2 separate regions of the Mus musculus genome follow, and region 2 is linked to region 1. Evidence: chromatin contacts called from public targeted proximity ligation data. All regions are on one chromosome and are shown on one strand. The core of a region is the stretch at or near the end of the contact, and the rest is flanking DNA. Distances in the headings are between cores, read along the strand shown. Region 1 overlaps Acta2 (actin, alpha 2, smooth muscle, aorta). Region 2 overlaps Ifit2 (interferon-induced protein with tetratricopeptide repeats 2).

Evidence for each region.
Region 2: a contact with region 1 is called in a targeted proximity ligation map of bone marrow-derived macrophages, with 4 times the contacts expected there. A contact is called at or near these places in 3 of 39 promoter capture datasets (embryonic stem cells and liver), 1 of 484 Hi-C or Micro-C datasets (cortical neurons), 1 of 130 datasets of targeted methods (bone marrow-derived macrophages) and 1 of 9 other capture datasets (adipose tissue).

The regions. Positions count from the first base shown.
Region 1 is chr19:34,240,976-34,248,341 of GRCm38.p6, forward strand. It overlaps Acta2 (actin, alpha 2, smooth muscle, aorta), which reads right to left. Exons shown (of 9, transcript NM_007392.3): 5 at 5,677-5,761; 6 at 5,103-5,264; 7 at 3,937-4,128; 8 at 2,342-2,523; 9 at 1-835. The coding sequence ends at 692. Among named protein-coding and RNA genes, the nearest start is that of Acta2, 11 kb to the right of the region's middle.
Region 2 is chr19:34,568,327-34,576,136 of GRCm38.p6, forward strand. It overlaps Ifit2 (interferon-induced protein with tetratricopeptide repeats 2), which reads left to right. Exons shown (of 3, transcript NM_008332.3): 2 at 1,893-2,044; 3 at 4,741-7,810. The coding sequence starts at 2,040. The coding sequence ends at 6,148. Among named protein-coding and RNA genes, the nearest start is that of Ifit3, 11 kb to the right of the region's middle.

The sequences.
Region 1 (7,366 bases), core at 2,031-4,530:
TAGCTTCTTGGGTTCTAAAAGGTGTGTGCTTTTTAAAAACTAACTAAAAAATTATTTCCTTAAATATGCCAAGTTTGATGAACGTTAAAGTTAAATAATACGCAAGGCTTGATGCAAGTTAAAAGTCACGCATGCATATCCATGCACGTGTGTATGCTTTAATACAAAAGATGTGATTTTAATAAAACCATATTACTTGCCAAATTTTAAATACACGTAAAATTGTTTTTTACCTATCTGGTCACCTGTATGTATAAAGTAAAATAGTCACTCTAGCTGTGAAGTCAGTGTCGATTTTTCCTATTGGTACTAATATATATTATTATATGTAATCTATACAAGTCCTATACGCTCTCAAATACCCCGTTTACATCATTTAAGTGGACCTTCCTCTGTTGAAGTGATTGATGCCATCCATGCCTGGGAATATACTTTTCTAGTTGTGTCACATCTATTCCTGACCACTAGAGGGGGCCACCCTATAATAAATGATTCTCACCTAACAGAAACACAATTGAATCAGTGTTGCTAGGCCAGGGCTACAAGTTAAGGGTAGCACATGTCTGATTTATTTTTAAAAAAACCACGAGTAACAAATCAAAGCTTTGGGCAGGAATGATTTGGAAAGGAACTGGAGGCGCTGATCCACAAAACGTTCACAGTTGTGTGCTAGAGGCAGAGCAGGGGGGACTTAGAAGCATTTGCGGTGGACGATGGAGGGCCCAGCTTCGTCGTATTCCTGTTTGCTGATCCACATCTGCTGGAAGGTAGACAGCGAAGCCAGGATGGAGCCACCGATCCAGACAGAGTACTTGCGTTCTGGAGGGGCAATGATCTGTCAGGGTAAGAAGGGAAGAATATTAGTGCCTAGCAGACGTGCCTTGTGCTGTCCCTTCCTGGAAAACGAGGACATTGTTCTCTATGAGGGGATGGGTTTGTGGAAGTTGGAGTGTTTCCCCAGTGAGCCCATTGATTTTTCTGTTTTTTTCCCCCTATGAAATCTATGCCAAACCATCCCTAATTCCTTTATCCCTTTATTGGGCAAACCCAAACTGGCCCTAGAGCCCACACGGGGCCCCTTTGTAAAAACCCTGACAAAATCTCTTGATTCCAGAGCTGACCTCAGCAGGCGCTGCACGTTCTACAGAAGTCCTACTGTGTGCAAAGACGATTGTTCCTGAACTTTCTGTGCAAGTAATCTTCCACCTGATTAAACTGGCCACTGCTTTCTGATGTCCTGACCATAAGCACCGCCCAACACAGAGGGCTCAGAGTTCCCATTCCGGTGTATCTCCTGTCATGCTGGCCTTATTCAGAGTACAGATCTTACATACCAGATCATGCCCACTTTTTGTTTTGTTTTGTGTTTTGTACGAGTGAATGGCGGAGGCGTTGTGCAGAGTATCAGACAAGGGATTTCTCTGTTGCAGCAACTCAAACATAGAGCCAAGCAACACCAAATTCCACTCTAGTCTTAGTTTCTTGAGTAGCAGAGGATGCTCTAGTAAATAAAGTGTTTGCACATGCTAGCCAGGGGCTTACTTTGTCTCTGTCTGCAAGCTCTGGTTCAACATTTAATCTTTCCTCCTTCACCAAGCTCTCACTGTGCCCTGTGCCAAGGGTTCGACAGGTTCTAGCTTACTTAACTTCTATAATAATTCTGAAGGGTAGGTATCCAGTGATGTTCAAGTTGCAGATGAAGATACTGGCTCAGGGGACTGTCAGTGATGCTCGCTAGTGGCTGTATCAATAGCAGGTTTAATTTCAAAACTGGCCCTCAGAGGAGTTTTGCTTTGAAGGTACACATTTTTGTTTTTCCATAGTGAGGGGGTTTGGTGATAATTTTAGATTTCCAGAACGTTGTACCCAGGCTCATTTTATGAATGTACCATCTTGGTGACCTGAGCTTTTACTGGGTGTCTGTGTTCTCTGACCATACTGGACCCCTGAGTTTCACATTCATTTCCATCTCAGAAGTAAGGTTTGGAGAATTGAGGCTTGCCTAACTCCTACTAGATGCAGCCTGTCTGTTCTCAAACCCCAAGTACATAGAGTTGGCAGCATGCTCAGCTAGGTATGGAAGGAGGGGGACTTGAGCTGCTCTGACATGCACAGGAAGGAGCACAGGCTCTTCAGGAAGCAGTGGCTCACTCCCTATAGACCCAGGACAGGACTCCTCAGGGCCCATTTTAAGTGGTAGTGTTAAAATCTAACCCACTGTCACCTTGGCCTCATTCCCTTTGGAAAGAACAGAGAGCCTGTTAAACTGCCTCTTAGCTTGTGGCTGTTCTAGAAATGCCCCTCCTGCTGCTTTCTGAGTCAGAGGGTCTTAGTGTGGTACCTTGATCTTCATGGTGCTGGGTGCGAGGGCTGTGATCTCCTTCTGCATCCTGTCAGCAATGCCTGGGTACATGGTGGTACCCCCTGACAGGACGTTGTTAGCATAGAGATCCTTCCTGATGTCAATATCACACTTCATGATGCTGTTATAGGTGGTTTCGTGGATGCCCGCTGACTCCATCCCTGGAAAAGAGACACAGGCAGTGATCCTTGGATGCTGGGTAAAACTCAAGCTACACATGGAAAATCAAGTTGGCCCAGCTACGTGGTCATCTCCTGGGTGAGGCTGGCAGGCATCATGAACTAGAAACTACCACATCTCCTGGGTGAGGCTGGCAGGCATCATGAACTAGAAACTACCACTCAAGAGACTAAAGGCCCTTCTTGTGCTCCATACCATCCTCCTGGCTCTTGTCTAAAGGAGGAGGTTCAGCTGCAGCGATTCTGGGGTGAGATTGCAACATGATAACGCCAGTGGCTGGATAGATATTCTGCTATAATTGGCTTGAGTAAGGAGCCAGGCCTTCCGATGCCTGGTAAGAGGTAGGGCCAGGGCCATGGGTCTGAGCAGGTTCATCTCTCTGCCATTGTTCCTTTATGTTCCCAACACCCAAGTTTGAATGGTGCAACTGTCAGTAAAGTGTCTCTCCTACTTGGATAAAGTGTTTTGTTTGTTTTCAGTTTTGGTTTTGTTTTAAACACAGGTCCTTGGCTGGCCTGAACTTGCTATATAGAACAAACTGGCCTCAAACTCATAGAGATTCGCTTGCCTTTGCTTCCCTAGTACTGGAATTAAAGGCATGTACTACCATGCCCAGCTGCCAAAGATGCTTTCTATGCAATCTTTGTACAGCTTTTTTTTTAAGGGGTAGAGGCGAGGGGTGGAGTTTCTTGTTGACTTCTGACATAGACTTTTTAAAATATACCACTAGATGGCGCCCACGGCCTTCTTAACATTGTGATCTAGTTATAATAGCAATGCCACCAGCTAGTTTTACATTGCTGGCAGTAACCAATTGTTGAAAGCTTATTTTGGACAGGCCCTGTGCTGAGGGCACCGCACAACTCTGCTATAAAACTTCCAACTGTCCTGGTATGAAGAAACTGACTCATAGAAAGCTTTAGTGACATTCTCGAGATCATGAAAATAGAACAGAGTTTCAAGCCCAGGCCCCCAGCCTCCAAAGAGGATGCCTCTGCAGACCCAACGTGACCCTGCCGTGCCAGTGTGGAATAGACGCTCTCTACTTGTTCTGTTTTCCTTCTCTCTCAGCAACCCCAAACTCTCAGCACTCAGATCGTCTTCCCCAACCACCCCTGTGTTCCACTATCGTAAACGTAGATAACTTTTAACCTTTGCATTATGTGCGGAGAATGCGTCTGTCTTGACTCTGACATAAGAGAGTTTTCCACGGGAGACAACCCCTGTTTTGGCTCCCTATGTCTTCTCATTTTGGAAATGTGACACCATCCCTACTTTAGAACTGCTTCTGTTTCTGAAGCCCTGGTTCATTTTTACCTGCTAATGGACCCTGATAGCAGAGGCTTGGCTTGTTCTTGGTACAGAACAGGGAGACCCCACTCTCCATTGCCTACCAATGAAAGATGGCTGGAAGAGAGTCTCTGGGCAGCGGAAGCGTTCGTTTCCAATGGTGATCACCTGCCCGTCAGGCAGTTCGTAGCTCTTCTCCAGGGAGGAAGAGGAGGCGGCCGTGGCCATCTCATTTTCAAAGTCCAGAGCTACATAGCACAGCTTCTCCTTGATGTCACGGACAATCTCACGCTCGGCTGTTAAACACATAACGAACATGATACACATTAGGGTTGATACAGGCGCTAAAATCTACCTGTCCCATGTGACTCTTCTACTGAACCAGCTTCTCAGAAGTCTCAGAGTTTTCAAAAATGCCTAAAAGATCTTTGCTGCCCTACCCAGATCGGCAGTAGCTTGATCTTTGACACATTTTTCACTTTTCAAAATGAAGCAGATGCTCTCTGGGAACAGCCCCAGTTCCATTGGTACACACGGAGAGATGGGAAAGGTCCCAGCTATACCTCTCTCTATTGTACACGTTCTCTTCTATTTGTAAATGAAGAAATTAAAAAATTATCCACGTAGTTCTGTGGGGTGTAGCTGGGTGGTAGAGGGCTTGGCTAGCCAATACAAGACCCTGGGTTCGATCTCCAGCAGTATAGACAAAAACGATTTTCCACTTTGACTTGCCGCCTACACTGATGTCTATAGCTACTCTCAAAGAAACTGTAATAGCTTTACAATCACAAAGCAAGGAAAGCTAAGCTTTCTCTGTGCATTGGGGTCAGGCTTTACTGTTGGCTAAGTCTCTGACATACCAACCCTTTTTTATTATTTTATTTTTATTTTTTTAATTTTAGCATGTTAATATTATTATTTGTATGTGTATGCATGTGTGTGCAAATGGGTGTGCATAGGAGTGTGTGCTTGGGTGTGTTTATGTGTGTTTGTGTGTGTGTGTGTGTGTGTGTGTGTGTGTGCATTTCAGGTGTGTATGTGTGGACATCAGAAAGCAAATCTCAGCCGTCAGTCCTTGCCTTTCGCTGTGAGCTCAGGAACTGACCGTAGGTTGTAAGGTTTGCACAGCAAATGGTTTTATCAGCGAAGTCTCCTCTCTGGCTTTATGTCCCCATTCTCATGGGGACAGCCCTCCTTCTGATAGGTTACAGTGAGCAACATAGTGTCTTCCATCCTCTTCCCTCCACCTCCCCCCACCCCCGAGCCTCACCAGTAGTCACGAAGGAATAGCCACGCTCAGTCAGGATCTTCATGAGGTAGTCGGTGAGATCTCGGCCAGCCAAGTCCAGACGCATGATGGCATGAGGCAGGGCATAGCCCTCATAGATAGGCACGTTGTGAGTCACACCATCTCCAGAGTCCAGCACAATACCTGGGGAACAATTAAGTATGCTGTAAGTCACCACGGCAGCAGGTGCTCAGTTACTTTCTGTCTTTCACACGGAGGCTGAGAGGAGTGGTGAGTCCTAAGAGCCTTACATCAAGGGAAGAAAGAATGTGCTCTATGGGATAGGTCAGAGCTAGGGCTTGGGAGAGACAGAAAGAAGAGGGAGAAGCCATTAAAAATTTATTGCTGGAGAAGTAAAGAAGTGTGGTGAGGTCCAGGGCTGGTTTTGAAAAGGCGAGGGCTTTTTCTTTCCTTTTTGCGGGCTCTGGGGGAGGACCACATCTCTGTGTGCTCCAATTCACTTGTCAACCATCACAACCCACAGGTTGTACCCATCAAATATCACACTTTACGATGGATTCATTTGATCAAGGTCCCCACCTCCCCGGCCACCTACCAGTTGTACGTCCAGAGGCATAGAGGGACAGCACAGCCTGAATAGCCACATACATGGCGGGGACATTGAAGGTCTCAAACATAATCTGCAAAGGAATCCAAAGGGTTAGGTAAATGGTGCTATCAGCCTTACATAGAAGACTGAAGAGCATCCCCCATCCCACCCCTGATTCAGACCCTCCAGGGGGAAAAAAAAAAGCCAAGGCAGCTCTGGTCACATGACAAAGAAAGATGAAGGCAGTGGCAATAGTCAGCCATCACACTGGTGACCTGATGGGAGGGGGAGGAGCCAGCGGTTTTGTGCACAGGACCTGATAAGGTGAGAAGCAGCTAAGTCCTAGCCTTGGTCCTGAACTGGATACAACAGTATTCACTATGGTGTTCAGTTTTTCTTTATTTCTCAAATGTAAAGGGAGAAGGGTTTTGGCCTAAGCTCTCAGAGAGAGTCTAAGAGTTATTAACTACATCAAAGACAAAAGAGAAGACCAGATAAAATCCAATACTGAGATTTTTCCGGGAATAACCCTGGTTGAGTGATCTGTCTGCAGTTCAGTTTGATCTTCTCCATGGTTTTATGCAATTTGGGGTCAATGCTATCCATGGAACCAGACTCCACCCTGCAGCTGTAGTGGGTGAGGCTATGATCCTGGCAGATACGACCTATACTATGGAATAGAGGACTACATATAAATGTCGACCCAATAGCCCATGCAATTCAGGGACAAGAGAAAAACTGGAGCTCCCTAGATCCCTCCTACATGAGAACATGTCCGCAGTCTGCATTTAAATAACTCTCTAGTTTACAAACCAGAAGGAATGTCTGATATTTGCTAAAACTCCATAGTTCTCAGTCATTTTTCCACCTTCATGCAATTTACAGGATGCTCCTCACCACCCAGAACAGCTGATGTGCTGGTGAGCACAGCAAATGCTCTTCCCAGGAGGGGGCCCTGGGCTGTGTGCATTTGCTATTCTTCAAGGGGAAAATTCATGGGTCAACTCTAGGCATTGCCACGCCTAGCTATGTGACTTTAGGAAAATCACTTTGTGCATCTGAGCCTTAATTTCATCACTGAGGTAGTTAGGATAATAGTTCCTGCCTTAAATCATTAGGAGTTAGAGTGCACTTGCAACACCCTGTGCTTGACCAGGGCCTGTGAGGAACTGACAGTAGATGCTATCATTTATCGGCTCATCCACATCAGAACTCTCTAGCTGGTTCACTGGACGTTCCCTAGGTGTATGGTCTTAGAATTCACACAGACAGTAGTGACAGTCTTTGTTACTCCTTGTTGGATATTTATCATACCACACCCCATGATACTTGCATATAATTTTGGCATCACTTAGCCTACATATCTATCCCTTGAAAAATAATGGTGTTGATATTCCTAACCAAAAAAAAAAAAAAAAAAAAAAAAAAAAAAAGGAAAAAAGAAAAGAAGCAGGGGTCCTAAGAAAAGAAGTGGCTTTTGGTAACTGATAAGTAACAGATTCAATCCCTACTATATCATCCTGCATTTTCAATGACTTATGAGAAGTTTTTAGCCCTAATCTTAAACCTTTAAGCTTTTCTTCTTGCCCTTTGAGGCAAAATTATGTTGTTTTGTGGAGTAAGGGTGTGAACACTAAGATTCCGGGGCTTTGGGGTTCCTGGGTCAGTCTGTTGGTGAACTGTCAGTTTGGACCTT
Region 2 (7,810 bases), core at 700-3,199, 330 kb after region 1:
GTCTACTTCACCTGAATCCTTTCTTTCCCACTACCTCTGGTGGGTGGTGGGCTACAAGGGAGGTCAAAACATTTAAAAGCTGTCATTCAAAATAGGATTTGAAAAAAAAAAAGTCCCATGGTCCCTTTGGAAGAGAACTTACACACTCACATGTGTATGAAAAATGCTTTTCCCACTGAGCATCTTCCCAGTCCTTGTTTTAGCATTTTTATACACATAAATACATTTTAATAAATATATTTAAATCAAATATAAAAACTTGTAAACAGAACCAGAAACTTGGCATTATAGGCTGAATTAAAATGTGGTTTCTAACTGCGATCAGTGTAACTAATATAACCCAACTAAAAGTAAACGAGTTAAACTATGAATGTGCTTCTACCATCGTCAGAAAAGCCCACAATAACTAAGAAGACTAACATACCTCAGCGTCCTCAGTTGATCCGGAGACTACTGTCCTATATCACGTCCTTATGTTAAAGGTGTCAGGAATTGGGTGATTACCTTTTGACTTTTGGGTCTGTATGTTCCGTAATTCTTTTGTCTTCAAGAATATTATACTGGTCAGAGGTTTCCAAAGAGTTTACAATATGGGATGTGCTAATTAGGCTGCCTTGTATCGCCAGAGATTGTATAGTCCCACAAGGTCCATCAGTAGAGAGGCCAGGGAACCAGTGGCAGTTCAGGCCAAGTAGCTCGATGCCTGAGAACAGGAAGGATCAATGGTGGCATCCCATTCCAGGGCTGAGGCCTGGAAAGCCCCAGAAGAGTTCCTGGTCGGAGTTAGTGTTCAAAGGTTGAAGAACGGGAATTCATGGGTGAGGGCAGCATTCCAAATGCTCAAGTGGTCAAGTAGGGTTGGTCATAGGCACTCAAGCTAGCTCCCCCTTCTGCCATGTTTCAGTTTCATCTTATTGGACAGTACTGCTTACATTGAGATTAGGCCTTCTCCGTTTTATTTGCCTTCACATTTCCCAGGGGTTCTGGAAACATTTCCCCAGACACAGGTAGTGTGTTTTACTAAGCCAAGCAGACTGCCAAGATTAACCAACACAAGCATAAATAAGGAAAAGGCAAGGGCTACAATGACAGCTGCTGCACATCTGGACATGCACGTGGTGACTAATAAGCTGCCCCACATGTGAATCCCAAGGGAGCCAGGAATATCTAGAACGCCTTAAGGGTTCAGGGTTATTTGCCTCAGAACTGTTAGTAATTATGACAGGTCATGAAGGATCAGAGAATTTCGGGCTCAGGAAAAAGCAAACATCCACAGTTTGCCCCTTTGGTCTGTGATTAATGATTCTCCTTACTAATTATATTGGTTACTAAGTTAAAGCATAATTCTAGAGCATCTCATCCAGGACTCACTTCATCCTCCTCCCATCACCATGATCAGGCAGGCAGCAGTGTTGTTCTCAGTTCAAAGCAGGAAACACTAAAGCTGGGGCAGAGTGTAATCTCCCCTGGAAAGCAGCATAGAAAGGCAGATAGATAAACACCAAAGCTCTGGCTTGGAGCTCTGAGTCCATTCTTTCAACATCTGCATTGGGAGTCATGCACTGTGCACTTAACCTTGAAGGAAAGGAGTTCCAGTTGAGCGGATAAAACAGACACAAACCCCTGCACTGGGAAACAAACTCTCCCTTCCCTGGATCCCGAATGGATCCCGAGGATAGAGGATGAGCTATGTTGGTCATGATGCAGTAGAATTCAGGGTGTGTGTGTGTGTGTGTGTGTGTGTGTGTGTGTGTGTAGAGGTTCCCTTCTTCACATAGCAGATCAAAGACATCAGCCTGACCCTGAAAGGCTTGGCTCTTTTTTACCCTTTTGTCCATAAAAAGTGACATCAGTGTTACTTTCTGGTTTCAATTTCTCTTCTTTGGGGTCAGGTGCTGCACAGAAGCAGGAAAAGGAACCAGCTGCTCCTATATATAGGTCTGGAGCACTTCATTAGAAGGCAGAGGAAGAGGTTGCCTGGAGAGTGGCTGCAGCCCTGCTTTGAGCGCTTTGACACAGCAGACAGTTACACAGCAGTCATGAGGTAAGTCCTTACTTTTTCTGGTGATTGTGGGAATTGTAGTCAGCCTTGATGACAGATGCAAATCCTAAACAGCCACAGTCCCAAGAGAGACCAGTCCTCTGTGTTTGTGTATTACCTTTTTATACCTCTGTCTCTATAGCTGTAAATAAGTCAGAAAGCTGCTCTGTTGTTTCCTCCAGAATGCCCAGATCTGCTGCTCACCTGGCCACTGAGAGCTGAAGTCAGAAAGAGTTATCTGATCTAGGAGCTTCTTGTAAAGATGTGTCAGGGGGAAATGCTCTTGGCAATTCTCTCTCTCTCTCTCTCTCTCTCTCTCTCTCTCTCTCTCTCTCTCTCTCAGCAAGATTAAATTGAGAGTATCTAATAAGAGTATAATTTAAAAGAAGTATTTTGTTTTCAGATTTCTTTATGTTAAAGTTGTATTTAGACTACTAACTCTGCTAATCTGATTTTTATTTGTAATTGCCGAATTAATCTCAGAATTGCAATAGTGTTGCTAACTAAACAGAGCACAGGAAAAAAAACTAGCTCATATAATGTGGTGAGGAGATATCTGGAGGGTCTGTGCCAAAGTGTTCCCTGAGAAGTTATGTCATACATCAGATCTGGTATGAAGGGAGTTTATTTGACAGAAGGGAGGGGAGAACCTGGAGAAGGTGTAGAGGCAGACAGACAGAAGCAGAGCCATGAGGGCAGAGAAGGGGGACAGAGAACAAAGAAAGGAAGAGAGGGAAAGAGGAAGGGAGAGAGAGGAAAGACACACACACACACACACACACAGAGAGAGAGAGAGAGAGAGAGAGAGAGAAGGAACATGTGGGAACAGAGAGTGATAGAGTGGCAGAAGCAATCCTTTTATACTCAGCTCACACACCTGGAGCATCTGGTGGCAGCAGATGATAGCAGAAGCCATTGCTAGGTCCCTGGAGAGCCTAGTGGAATTAATTGCCTGTAATGGAATAACTGCCTCTCAGGTCTGTTTTCTGTGTAGTAACCCTAACTCTGGCCCAACCCCAAGCATTGATGGCTGCAAGGCGTAACATAAAAATTTAAATACAGGGGTTGATATAGTCAATACTGTTCAAATGTAATCCCTGTCACTTGGCATAGCTTTCCGGTAATGAGTCTTACAAGTCAGAAACTGTTATACTAGAATCCACAGCTGACCCTACACAGCAGAGAAAGGATATGCGAGACTCCACGGGGTTCCAGAGGCTTCTTTGCTGGCTTAGCTTGTTTTCTGCTTATTTGTTTATCTAGTTAAGGATAAGACTGAAGGGAATCTTACAGGATGGAAAAATCTTTAAGAGTCACATGGTAACGAAAAAAAAAAGTTCTCCCCCTAAAGAAAAAGAGGTAGATGCCTAGAAGCCCCCCCCTCTAGCCATACTTCCTATCCCAGGTATAAAATATAAACCTAAGAGAGAGGAATACAATTAAAAGGGAAATTAAAAGAAAAATGTAAAAGTATTAGTTCATTACCTATGTGAGAAATCATCAGTGTAAGAAGTACAAACAAAGGAGGGTATGGAGACTACAGTGCATCCAGAAATAAAAGTTAGTGGCTTTGCTAACATATGTAATACAATTAATAGGTGGAATATTCCAAAGATGATAAAATGAGCAAAATAAAAAAAATCAAGGATGATCAAAAATAAGACACAAGCAGTTAAAATGAGCAGATACCCAAAAGTACTTTAATCTTATTACAGTGATATTTACTCATCCATGATTTCTTTGCAAAAAACATTTTTTTCTCACAAAAGCAGGGAAATGGCATCAGTCTAGATGTTCAACAACTGATGAATGAGTTATAAATGTGTGGTACATACAATGGAATTTTACCTCTCCCAGGGATGAGCTATCTAATTGGTTACTCAACAAAATGTTCAGCCCTAAAAACAAATGCACACAGAAGGTGAAGTTCACAGATTATATTAATAGGTTTGTGTGTATACAAACGTTACTCAAAGAAAAAGTGGCTATTAATTTGAGGGCGAGGAAGAATAGGAGGAGTTGGAGGGGGAGACAAATGAGGAGCTGGAGGGGAAAGAGGAAAGAGACTCAATTATATTTTAATTAAAATGCATTTTTAAATTTAAAAAACTGAAATTACGCAATTTGCAGTAAAATGGATGGACCTAGAAAAATATATTAAGTAAGAAAATCTAGACTCAGAAAAACAAACATTAACATGTTCACTGTCAAACGTAAATCTTAGCTCTACATATATGTATTTGTGCAAATGTGTGTAAGATGTCATGAAAGTAGAAATGGGATCAGGAGAAGACAGAAAAGAGGCATTAAGAGAGAGGGGGAGAGGAGGGGACTAGAGCACGTGTAACATAAAGTGAAAGTGGGAATACTGGATGTGCGAGGTTCAAGGGAGCCCAAAGCAAAGAGAAGAGCTAACTCACAGAAGCAGTCTTGCAAGGAAACCCAATCTCCACCTACGGCTGACTCTCCACCTTCTGCCAATCCTACTGCCTATAATGAGCAAACCCTCGCTTCCCCATGCAGTAATTCAGACATGCCAAACAGTGAAAGAAAGGGAAGGAGACCATGTTCTTTGGTCAGGGTTAGATTAACATCATTTAGAGGGAGAAGAAGATCCCCTGTGATCTCACTCTTTGCCAGGTGAACAGGTCATGTGTCCCCAGATTGACTGTCTTTCTTTCTGTCTGTCTGTCTCACAGTACAACGAGTAAGGAGTCACTGGAGAGCAATCTGCGACAGCTAAAATGCCATTTCACCTGGAACCTGATAGCAGAAGATGAGTCCTTGGATGAGTTTGAGGACAGGGTGTTTAACAAGGATGAGTTTCAGAACAGTGAGTTTAAAGCCACCATGTGCAACATACTGGCCTATGTAAAGCACTGCAGAGGTCTAAATGAGGCAGCACTGCAATGCTTAGGGGAAGCTGAGGGCTTCATCCAGCAACAGCATCCTGACCAAGTAGAAATCAGAAGTCTGGTCACCTGGGGAAACTATGCTTGGGTCTACTATCACATGGGCCAGTTCTCAAAGGCTCAGGCTTATCTGGATAAAGTGAAACAGGTCTGCAAGAAGTTTTCCAGCCCCTACAGGATTGAGAATCCTGCTCTTGACTGTGAGGAGGGGTGGGCCCGATTAAAGTGTACCAAGAACCAAAACGAGAGAGTGAAGGTGTGTTTCCAGAAGGCTCTGGAAAAGGACCCGAAGAACCCAGAATTCACCTCTGGATGGGCCATTGCGAACTACCGTCTGGATGACTGGCCAGCAAGGAATTACTGCATTGACTCTCTGGAGCAAGCCATTCAACTGTCTCCTGACAACACTTATGTTAAAGTCCTCTTGGCACTGAAGCTTGACGCGGTACATAAAAACCAAGCAATGGCGCTGGTTGAAGAAGCCTTAAAGAAAGACCCAAGTGCAATAGATACACTCCTCAGGGCAGCCAGGTTTTATTGCAAGGTATATGACACAGACAGAGCTATACAGTTGCTTAGAAAGGCTTTGGAAAAGCTGCCAAACAACGCCTATGTGCATTACTATATGGGGTGCTGTTATAGGTCAAAAGTCCATCATATGTTGAACAGAAGGGAAATGGTATTTAGTGGGGATAGGAAGAAGTTAGAGGAACTAATACAACTGGCAGTGAATCACTTACGGAAAGCAGAGGAAATCAAGGAGATGCTTGAATATTCCTGTAGCTTCCTTGCTGATCTTTATATCATAGCAAAAAAGTATGACGAAGCCGATTACTACTTCCAGAAAGAATTGAGCAAGGACCTCCCTCCTGGCCCTAAACAGTTACTCCACCTTCGGTATGGCAACTTTCAGTTTTTTCAAATGAAGCGTCAAGACAAGGCTATCTACCATTATATGGAGGGTGTGAAAATAAAGAAGAAAACAATCCCCCAAAAAAAGATGAGAGAGAAACTTCAAAGAATTGCCCTAAGGCGGCTTCATGAAGATGAGTCTGATTCTGAGGCCTTGCATATCTTGGCATTTCTTCAGGAGAATGGAGGAGGTCAGCAAGCTGATAAAGACTCTGAGAGGGGAGTGGACTCTGCAAACCAGGTACCTTCAGCATCTTTGGATGAAGCAGGTGCTGAATACTAGTGATGTGGTACCCGGCCTACTGCTGGAAGGAAAAAGAAAGCCCTCACCAAGCTGCCATTCAAAATACTTAACCACTTCCTGGATCAAGAATGGGCTATCATACTGACTATAGTATTTGTCAGGAGTTTGGGGAACTCTGCTATCAGATTCTAGCACCTGAGTTTCTGGATCGTGGGATGGTCTGGGAGAGGGACCAGATGAGGTGATAGATACAGGATCTTGGCAAACAGCCTAGAGCTCTTTCAATTTTTTTTTGGAAAAATAGTTTCCACAGTAGTAAATTCTTTAATCACACCCACCCCTCAGTGGAGGCTTGTCTTGGGCTTGTTTCAGTATTTGTATAAAGCAGCCAAATTCCTCACATGGGTGAATGTTCCATCCTTGAATTATTTTAGATATTGCACAGCATTTTCTTCATAGATAATAGTGTCCATCAAAAAGCTGAGGAGTCAGAGACTGTGGCTCAGGACTGTAATCCTAGCACTTGGAATCTGAGACAGGAGGATTACAGTGAACTTGAGGTCAGCCTGAGCATGACCTGGAAGGGATGGTGGGAGGTGAGAATTATATGTATAAATATTAATGATTATGTACATTACCTTGTTAGTTTGGGTGAGTATATGTCTATATAACCACTATCACATATATCTAAAAATACAGAAGGGAGAGGTTTTGCTTTATTGAATAACTTTAAGACTTACCAAATAATGTTCAATATTAATTGAGCTCAAAATATAAATTGAATAGTGAGTCCCAGGTCTGGAAGGGATGGTGGGAGGTGAGAATTAAATGTGTAAATATTAATGATTATGTACATTACCTTGTTAGTTTGGGTGAGTATATGTCTATATAACCACTACTATCACATATATATAAAAACACAGAAGGGAGAGGTTTTGCTTTATTGAATAACTTTAAGACTTACCAAATAATGTTCAATATTAATTGAGCTCAAAATAGAAATTGAATAGTGAGTCCCAGGTCTAAAAACAAACAACAAAAGTTGTGGGACCAAGTCATTCCTCCAATTACCAGCCAGTTCTCAATCTATGGTGTCCCACACACATGAGTTCAACTGTTCCATTAGCTCAGGTGGCAGCAGGATTCGAAAAACTGAGGACAGGGTGAGTCAGAAGGGTCACATCTGTGCAAAGCAGTAGACTCAGGCAGCCACACCAGACTTCCAGGAGTCGCATGGGAAGATGTCTCCCTACTCTGCCCTCCTAGAACTATATAGTTGTAGGAAAAGAAGGGAGATTCTGTCTACCACCATGACAATTCATATAAACATTTATTTCAAGAGTATGGAAACACCAGTGGGGATGAAGGGATTGCTGATTTATACGCGATGATTATAAACTCATGAGGAAAAAGTTTATAGTCACTGTTAGGAAGATTTCTCTGTCAAATAAATAATTTATTCAGAAATGCTATAAAGAAATGCCAGGAAGACAGCTGCCTAGAAGGATAACTTGGATTGATGCTTGGGTCAAGGGACTTTGAAAATGTCATGGGTACTGGAGTTGAGTTGTTTTATTCCATGTGAAATGTGTCACACCAAGGGATATAAATAATTTTTATAACTCTGAAAAAAAATACAGAAACACCACAAACTTGATAATTGCCATTTCCTAGGTAGATCTGGAAGGGCCTAAATGTTAA